Regions from separate parts of the Mus musculus genome. Here regions 1 and 3 are each linked to region 2. The links are chromatin contacts, called in public Hi-C and HiChIP or PLAC-seq maps. All regions are on one chromosome and are shown on one strand. Each heading gives the region's core, a stretch centred on a gene start, on an enhancer-like site or on the middle of the called end of the contact. The rest is flanking DNA. Distances are from core to core; before and after follow the strand shown. Region 1 overlaps Gm40687 (a long non-coding RNA gene). Region 2 overlaps Ank3 (ankyrin 3, epithelial). Region 3 overlaps Ank3 (ankyrin 3, epithelial).

The links. A called contact is a pair of places that touch in the nucleus more often than the background predicts. HiChIP or PLAC-seq counts read pairs in DNA pulled down with a chosen protein or histone mark.
Region 1: a contact with region 2 is called in a Hi-C map of stem cell-derived neural stem cells, with 4 times the contacts expected there. The contact joins two enhancer-like sites. A contact is called at or near these places in 5 of 39 promoter capture datasets (cranial neural crest, embryonic stem cells, frontonasal cranial neural crest and 2 more), 81 of 484 Hi-C or Micro-C datasets (the AML12 cell line, B cells, the BV-2 cell line and 42 more), 6 of 115 datasets of contacts at active chromatin or transcription factors (bone marrow-derived dendritic cells, embryonic basal ganglia, embryonic stem cells and 2 more) and 1 of 9 other capture datasets (embryonic stem cells).
Region 3: a contact with region 2 is called in an Esrrb HiChIP or PLAC-seq map of embryonic stem cells, with 7 times the contacts expected there. The contact joins two enhancer-like sites. A contact is called at or near these places in 1 of 484 Hi-C or Micro-C datasets (forebrain) and 3 of 115 datasets of contacts at active chromatin or transcription factors (embryonic stem cells and pancreatic cancer cells).

The regions. Positions count from the first base shown.
Region 1 is chr10:70,295,650-70,298,349 of GRCm38.p6, forward strand. All of the region lies in intron 2 of Gm40687 (a long non-coding RNA gene), which reads left to right. Among named protein-coding and RNA genes, the nearest start is that of Gm33704, 3.6 kb to the left of the region's middle. Within about 2 kb of position 1,337, at least 37 of the 459 cell types and tissues checked have an H3K27ac peak or open chromatin away from gene starts, as enhancers often do. A contact at or near this core is called in the N1E-115 cell line, brain, cerebellum and 1 more, where this site is marked.
Region 2 is chr10:69,857,693-69,860,540 of GRCm38.p6, forward strand. All of the region lies in intron 8 of Ank3 (ankyrin 3, epithelial), which reads left to right. Among named protein-coding and RNA genes, the nearest start is that of Gm33416, 7.3 kb to the right of the region's middle. Within about 2 kb of position 1,374, at least 57 of the 459 cell types and tissues checked have an H3K27ac peak or open chromatin away from gene starts, as enhancers often do. A contact at or near this core is called in the N1E-115 cell line, brain, cerebellum and 3 more, where this site is marked.
Region 3 is chr10:69,572,833-69,575,532 of GRCm38.p6, forward strand. The region is part of intron 1 of Ank3 (ankyrin 3, epithelial); the gene reads left to right. Among named protein-coding and RNA genes, the nearest start is that of Gm33464, 11 kb to the left of the region's middle. Within about 2 kb of position 1,434, at least 41 of the 459 cell types and tissues checked have an H3K27ac peak or open chromatin away from gene starts, as enhancers often do. A contact at or near this core is called in embryonic stem cells and forebrain, where this site is marked.

The DNA.
Region 1 (2,700 bases), core at 87-2,586, 440 kb after region 2:
GAGGTTAGCAGAGTCCAGGAGTCCAAGGTGCCAGGCAGAGGCTGGGACTGGAGGTGGGCTTTGTGTGGAGTCCCAGAATGCAGTGTGCACTCCAGGGGTGTCCTGTGTAGTCTGAGGGAGGGTGCCAAGGGCACTGAAACTGTTAGGCTACCAAATCATTTCTCTCAGGAATCTCATCCCAGCAAGGAAAAGCTGACGACTCCCTCTGCAGCAGCCTCGGAGGTTAAGGAAGGCGTCCCAAGCAAGAGCCTGACATTTATCTTCAGGGCTCTGCTGCTACCACCAAGAATGTCAACCTCAGCAGGGCATGGTGGCGCATGCCTTTAATTCCAGCACTTGGGAGTTAAGGCAGGCAGATTTCTGAGTTCGAGGCCAGCCTGGTCTACAAAGTGAGCTCCAGGACAGCCAGGGCTATACAGAGAAACCCTGTCTTGAACCCCCCCCCCCCAATAAAAAGAATGTCAACCTCTTTGGGGTCCAGGACATTGTGGGCACCTTGGAATGGGCACAGGGAACCAAGAGGCCCCCAGCCTAACTGGATAGGACTTCAGGCAGGCAGTCGGGACACGGGAGCCGAGGGACTAAAGACTCTATTTTTCCTCAGTGGACCAGAAGCACTTCAGTATTTCTCAAGCACCATTGAATGGCAGCATCTGAAGAAGGTACATGTACCAAATATACAGCGAGACATTTTCTTAGAAGAAAAGAAACAGGAGAAATTAATTTTGCTGTTTCATCTTGCTTGAGAGGCACAAAATGCTAAACATGTAATCAGTATATGACTAATTAATGAGATTGATGATTAATGAGAGACTTTGACTTTTTAAAAGTCTATCTCAAAATCCAGAGAGCACAGAGAGGCCACATGTGGTGACCCCTCCCCACAGGCCTATGAGGAAGGCTCGCTCCCTCCCTCCCTCCCTCCCTCCCTCCCTTCCCAGCTTTCTGGGGATTTGGTGCCCCGCCCCCCAACTCCCGCCCCACCCCCACTCCTCTGTCAACCTTCCCAGCCTTTAACGTGTGCAGGTTGTGCCAAAATCATATTAGCTGGCTCAGCTCCCGGTGCAATTATATTAGTTACCTGGCCTGTTAGCCCTGCCTTGGCCATGGAAGCTGAGCCTTACCCCTCTTTAAAGCTTCCTTGAAGACTCAGGCATAGTTTACTTGCACCCTTGAGCTCCTGAACACAGGCGCCATTGGGTTCCTGAGGATAGGTGGAGATGCGTAGTGAGCTGAGGCCTTACCCAGGCCTCTTTTCGAGCCACCTGAGATGGGGGCTTCTTTGCCTTCGGTCTTCTCCATAGGGCGAGCCCTGCATGCATAAGAGTTATTCCCTGTACTCTTGCGCCACCTTGTGGTACTTGTGAAAAATCCGAAAATGGCCTCCCGCATCTAGGTCTCACCTAGCAGAACAGCCTGGAAGGACCAGCTGGCTTTTGTAATCGCCTTTAGTCTGAGAGGAAATGAGATTTGTTACTGAATATGCACCGTCTCCTAGGGGTCGAGCTGCCTGCGGAGAGTTCAGTCGCTGTAGTGACTACAGCCGGAACAAAGAGGAAGCATAAATTCCAGGCTGCTCCTCTGTCGTTTAGACAGAATCCTGTCCTAAGCCTAAATGTATGTGGTCTGTCCATTGGAGTTAGCTCTGGCCATGACCAGTCCAAAACAAACAAGCAACAAAAATAAGCAAATATGTAAAGATAATAAAGTCTGATAAGGCTGGTTGCAGCCTACTATGCTTGACAATACAATAATATTGTCTTATTCCAAGCCTTATATGCTTGGAAATCCCTGTATCAAGGAAGGAGTGTGAGGGCTAGGGAGATGGCTCAGTCAGTCAAGTACTTGCCTTGCAGCTGGGGGGCCTGAGTTTGAACCACAGAACTCACACAGGGGATCGGTGTCCCAACTCTGGGTTGGTTTAGACAAGCCGATTCCACTGGCTGGCCAGCCACTCTAGTTTACTTGGTGAGTTCCGGGCCAAGGAGAGACCTGTCTCTGAAGACAAGGTGGATGGATGGCGCTTGTGTAATGACACCCCAAGTTTTCCTCTGGCTTCTATGCATGGGGACAACGTGTGAACACACAGAAGGTTCCTCAATCATGTTCCAACAAGGGACAGGAACAGTGGTTTTCATCAACAGAGCTGGGCAACACATGCCCCCTCCTTCTCCCTCAATGATTTTTCTGTATGCTGCACACCCCTGTCCCCTGAGTCATAAGCCACCTGCAATTTCAGACTGGAAATAAAATCAGCCCCAGACCCTGACTTTGCCGGGTCTTGCAGGAGAGATGACCCCATGAAGCTGAGTCTGCTCTTTGCTTCAAGTTTTTACTGAGGCTTATGGCTGCCAGAGCAGAAGTTTCCCCATGGCCACGGTGGCTTTGGGAGGCCTTGCTAAATAGAGTACCTCAGAAATACAAAGTCCTTCCCACCCGGTGGCCCCAGCACTTAGAGTTCCTAAGTGTATTTTTCATTTCCGTTAAGGCATCAAAAGCCTTTAAAGTCCAATTTTGTAGGGAAACAATTTAAGCTTTTACCTGACATCCCAACCTTAGCATAAAAGTTCTCATTATGTGGGTTCTATGGGAGATGTTCATCAATGGGAGCCAGTGACGGAATTTGGTCCTTTCTCCGCGAGGGTGTGTCAGCGTGAGGCACTTCAGGAGGTCGGATGTCTGTGCACCATCTGTAGCTTT
Region 2 (2,848 bases), core at 124-2,623:
ATATATTATAGTCTTCAGACAGTCACAACCATCAAGAGCTTTAGCTAAAAAATCAGATGAGGAGACTGGAGAAAGAGAAAGAATACAGGTAGATGATAGGTAAATAATGAATGAATGGATGTATTGATGAGCATTCTTTTAGCTTAACCTTCTAAACAACACTCAATCTGAAGCAAAACAAGAGACACAAAACCCACTAAACCAGGATAGAAACATCAAATAATATAAGGTTGTATTCTCTCCAAAAACTGCAGTTTATGAGTAGAGAAAGGCCAGAGGGTTTCACATTCTTTTCCTTCACCTTTTATATATATATATATATATATATATATATATATATATATATATATATATATATATATGTGTGTGTGTGTATATATATATATATTCTTTTAGGTTTGCATATGCGTGCATGTAGGTACACGGGCTATAGTGTGGGGGCGGGGGGGAGGGTCAGGTGACAGGTTGCGCCTTTACATGCTGAGTCATCTCACCAGTTCCTATTTTCATTTTAATTGCATGAACAGCGCCTGAACAGTGGCACAATCAGGAAGAGAAGGAAGAGAGTCTACGTCCATATATAATGTCAGAAATGAAGTCTTGATTGGAAAAGAGTACTGGATGTGTGTATGGATTAGTATTTGTCGTAGTAGATGAAGCCCAGTGTTTCAGAGACAAGTCTACACGTGAACTCTCATTGCGACCCTTGGCTTCCTGTGCGACCTTGGATAGTTGCATCAACCCCCCAGAGCAGTTTTCTGATCTATAAATAGAGCCCCTAAGACCTCTCCCATGGAACAGTGGTCCAAATAAAATAAGACCCCAAGTATAAAGCTCATGTAACAGAGGACATTAAAAACGGCTCCATTTTCTCTTGGGTTAACTCTACAACTGCCTATGATTTAAAGCAAGGGCCAGTCAAGGTTTGAGTGGGTGGAAATGCCAACATAAAGAATGAGCTTTTCTGTTTTCTGTTAAACTCTAATCACTGTTCGTTGGTGTGTCTTGACTGCCGTACCAGCCCTTCTTGGGTGCATTGTTGCTTGTTTCTTTTCTGTTCTCCACTGTTTGAATATAACCATCTACTTTACATTCAGAGCATCCCCGAGTTTCCCCGGCTTTACCTCCTTCTCCATCTCTAGAATGGGGAGGGGGGATGCTTAGGAAAGAAAGAGGTGAGCGGAGTGGACACAAACCAAAATCAGCACATTACTTCTGGAAATTCCTCTCCCAACCATGAATGCATATCCCTCTAGTCTTGGCTTTGTGCAGTGTCCAGATGGTAAGGGTCTGTTCTAGATAACATTCTCTGGTGTGACACCCTACTGTCCCTAGCTTTCTGGTCCAAGTCCTGCTCTGTACTGTGCACAAAGGTCAGACTGAAGGAAGGTCTTTTGGGTCTCTGTGTACATAAGGCTTGGCTCTTTGCATAACAGGAGAGAGCATTCTTTCCAGCCAGCAGCACGAAGCTCCCCCCCTCACTTACAAGATTACTGTCACCAAAATGAAATAGAAGCCCAGGGCCAGCCTGTATGGGCAATTCAAAAGTCTGCCCAAGGGAAACCCATTCATTACATTAATGCTTTAAAAAAAAAAAATCTAGGGGATTGGAAAGAAAATTGCCAACCCTTCGCAATTCCATTTCCTGCCATAATGTCACCATGGCAACTCAGCTTCCCACTCGATCCTGTCTAGTCTGTTATATATGTGTGGTATGGAAGTGGGCTCCCTCACCTCCCCCAAAGTTGCCTGTGCCAAGAATCTGTCAGATGGGCGTTAATGTTACATGAGGTTGGAGAACAGCATTTTTTTTTTCTTTTTGGTCCAGGACTCCTTCCTTGTAATTGACACTTTACATACATACATTGCAAGTTTGCAGGGGTTGGTTTAAAAAAAAAAAAAAAGAATTCTTGTAACAAACAAACAAACAGGATCCAGCAACATTTGTGTAATTTGAAAGTGAGGAATATGCAAGTGTTTTGTTGGCAAGCACGTTATCCATAAAAGCTCTTTTATAAGCTTGCAGTATCCGGGTTTACAAGAAAGGAAAATCTTATTAGAGCAAATTCTGAGAGTTAGCTGATTGAGTCATGCTTTCCAATCTAATTGACCAACAACTTCCTCCAGTGAGAATTTCAGAGGGTTGGGATTTGGGGTGGGTTTTTTTTTGTTGTTGTTGTTTTTGTTTTGATTTTTTTGTTTTGTTTTGTAGTTGTTTTTAAAGGATGAGATATTTCAATAGTGTTTCAGCATTTAATAAAATGAATCCAAAGCAAAAGACGAAGCAAGACCTGTGAGATGACTCAGCAGGGAGAGCAGCTTGCAGCCAAGCCTGGCGACCTACATTTGGTCCCCAGGACCCACACGGTAGAAGGAGAGAGCCAGCTCCTGAAGTTGTCCTCTGACCTCCGCACATGCATTCCATGACACAAACACGCACACACAAACGAAGGAGGGCAGAGCGGAAACATCCTTTTTCAATCATGATCATCCAACTAGGAAATACTTGCATAATGATTAGTGTGAACTCAGGTGATGTGGCTCAGTTAGTAGAATCTTGCCTGGTATTTATAAAAGCCCTGAGTTAGATCCCAGCATCACACAGAAGGGATGTGTTGTCATGATAATCTCAGTACAGGAGGGTTAGAAGTTCAAGGTCATTCTTCCACCCTCATAGCAGGTTAGAGGTCAGACTTAACTACCCAATACATTGACTCAAAAACAAACTAACAAGCACTCTTGAAAAGACATCCAATCACTCTGTTCATTAACTTAGTAGTTGGGGGATTTTTGTTGGTTGGTTTTATTTTGTTGTTTGTTTGTTTTGTTTTCTTTTGGTTTTCTGATA
Region 3 (2,700 bases), core at 184-2,683, 280 kb before region 2:
CAAAATAAACTATTCTATACTATTCTTTCATATGGCTGGTCCCTCAGGAGGAAGGGATGCCTCAGCATGGGCCCACAGAGGCACCCCTTTCTCCCACACCATACTGTGCCTCCACCAAACATATCCCTGGCCTTTTTTTTTTTTTTTTGCTCTTCTTTTTTTTAATAAAACACAACACAGATATTAAAGCAAGGAGATAAAGGAGCCAAATTCGGATAGGGAAGACCAGGTTCCTTCCTGTCTCTATTTCGACAATGGCAAAAGAAATAAATACATTTATCTGAAATTCAGGATCTGGCAGTTTCAACAGATTCAGCCATCTCTTCCTGCAGAAGCTTCCAGAAGCTCCATTTACCCCCATGGGCCATCTCTGTTCCATTGGATAAACTGCAAATACTGATTAGCCACATGCGGTGGGAATAACAGAGCGCAGGAGCCCATTGTTAACACTGTGCCCTCCACTCTACTTAGTGATAATACGAGGAGGCTGTAATTGCTTGGCTGCCTGTTGTTTTCTTTACTTGGCTAGGCAGAGTGTTTTCTATTCTACATCTCACATCCTCGGGTGGAGGAGAGACAGGGATTGTCCCTCTCGGGGACAATATTGGTCCATGGGCGGAGGCAACCCTACAATGGCTGGCATATTGTTTCCATCCATCAAGTATCAAGGTGAACAAAGAAGGGACTGGGGCAGACCTACAGTTTTACCTTTTCCTTGAGGAGGGAGAGGTGATTTGGGGGAAGGGAACCAAGAAGGGGGTGTGGCTCATTTAAGAAAATGCTTGCAAGCCTTTATGAAGCCCTCTGCTCAGTCCCCACACTGTATAAGCCAGGCTCGGGGTGGGGTGGGGTGGGGTGGGGTGGGGTGGGGCACAAGCCCTTCTACTCTCAGAACTGCAAAGGTACTGATCAGCAGATCAGAAGTTCAAAGTCACCCTTTGCTACCTATAAAGTCTAGGATACTTGAAATCGTATCATGAGAGAGACAGAGACAGAGATGTTGTGTTTATATAAAAAGAAAAGAAAGGCCAGGGATATGTTTGGTGCAGGTGCAGTAAGGTGTGAGGGAAGGGAGTGCCTCTGTGGCCCCATGCTGAGGCATCCCTTCCCCCTGAGGGACCAGCCACATGAAAGTATAGGATAGGATAGAGCTTATTTAGGACATGGGGAGGGGAGTTGAGACAGATAGGCAGGGAGAGAGAGAGAGAGAGAGAGAGAGAGAGAGAGAGAGAGAGAGAGAGAGAGAGAGAGAGAGAGAGAGAGAGAGAAGGCCGGCATGGGCACTTGAAGAGAACGGGGGGAGGAAATAGGAAGAAAAGAGACAGAGGAAGAAGAGGGCAAGAGGAGGGAGAAAGAGAAGAGAGGGAGAAGGCGGCAAGCAGCCCCTTTTACAGCGAGTCAGGCACACCGGGCTGTTGCCAGGTAACTGTGGGGCGGAGCCTAGAATGACAGCAATCTGGGCTAAATCCCGTGGTTCAGACAACAACTTGGGGAGTATCTGGAAACGTGAGCTCAATAAAGAATTGATGCCTTTTAAACCTTCCGCAAACTTCTGGTTAACATCTACTAGCCTATGAAGACCTGCTCAATAGCTTAATGAACCACATCTCTGGGGAGTAGTCCTGGAGCCCAGGCTGCTGAGCCCAGCTAGTTCTCAGCCGCCGCTTGAAGACCGACCTGCTGTGATAAGATTGGGTTTGGTTTTGAGTAGCTAAGCAGGCTTCGCAGCAGGAGGCTGCTTGAGATTTCCCCCACCATCCACCAGACTGCTTTGTATGGTTCCCACTGGAAGGCTAGGGAGGAGTCTCTCTGCTATTTTTTTTTTTTTTTTTTTTTTGTCACAAGGTACCACCTCAAACACAAGCCTTTTCCCATATACAAGACAGAAAGCTGTCATTAACTGATATGGTTGGCTCGTGGCTGTGATTTGTGTAATTGCAGGGTTTTTTTTGTTTTGTTTTGTTTTGTTTTTTACATATACTAATGGTTTTTATTTACATAAAAAAACACCAGTCTCTCAGGTAGCACTAGCAAGCTCTGAGGAATGGAAACATATATACCTGCGGAGGTTTAGGCTGGTGTGGATTTAACGCACTGCCCTCCATTACGGTAGATCACCTTTTTCCTTGAGTGCTAACATTTTTTGCACAGCACTGAATCAACTAAAACACACACACACAGACACACACAGACACACACACACACACACACACACACACACACCGAGCGTTCCAAAGGACTTTGTAGTTTTGCTGAGCTGGGAACGCATTTGGCCCAGTGTGCAATGATTGGCAAGGCCCCTCCCCTCTTCACCCGCCCCAGAGCTTCTGTCTGCTCTGCTGCACCCAGATTGTGTTATTATTCGTTTGTGTATGAGGAGGGAATTGTGTGGTTAAAGGACCCCCCTCCCAGTTTGAGGAAACCCTAAAATCTCTAGTTCTCTCACAAACGTCATCACTAGGGGGATTGTATTGAGGCTCTGATTCTCATACACGTCCACCTTTGACCACATGGCCTTACATGCAAAATAAATAAAATATTTGAGGAAGATGTAAAACGATTATCCTCTAGACATAAGCCAGCCCAGCTCATGACAATTTTATCCTGCACTAAAAACAATGGGGTCAAGAATTGATTTCCTCAGGAAGGCATTGACAGCTGCCCGGTGCTAAGGATCTCTCACCAGAGGTCCCATCTCCA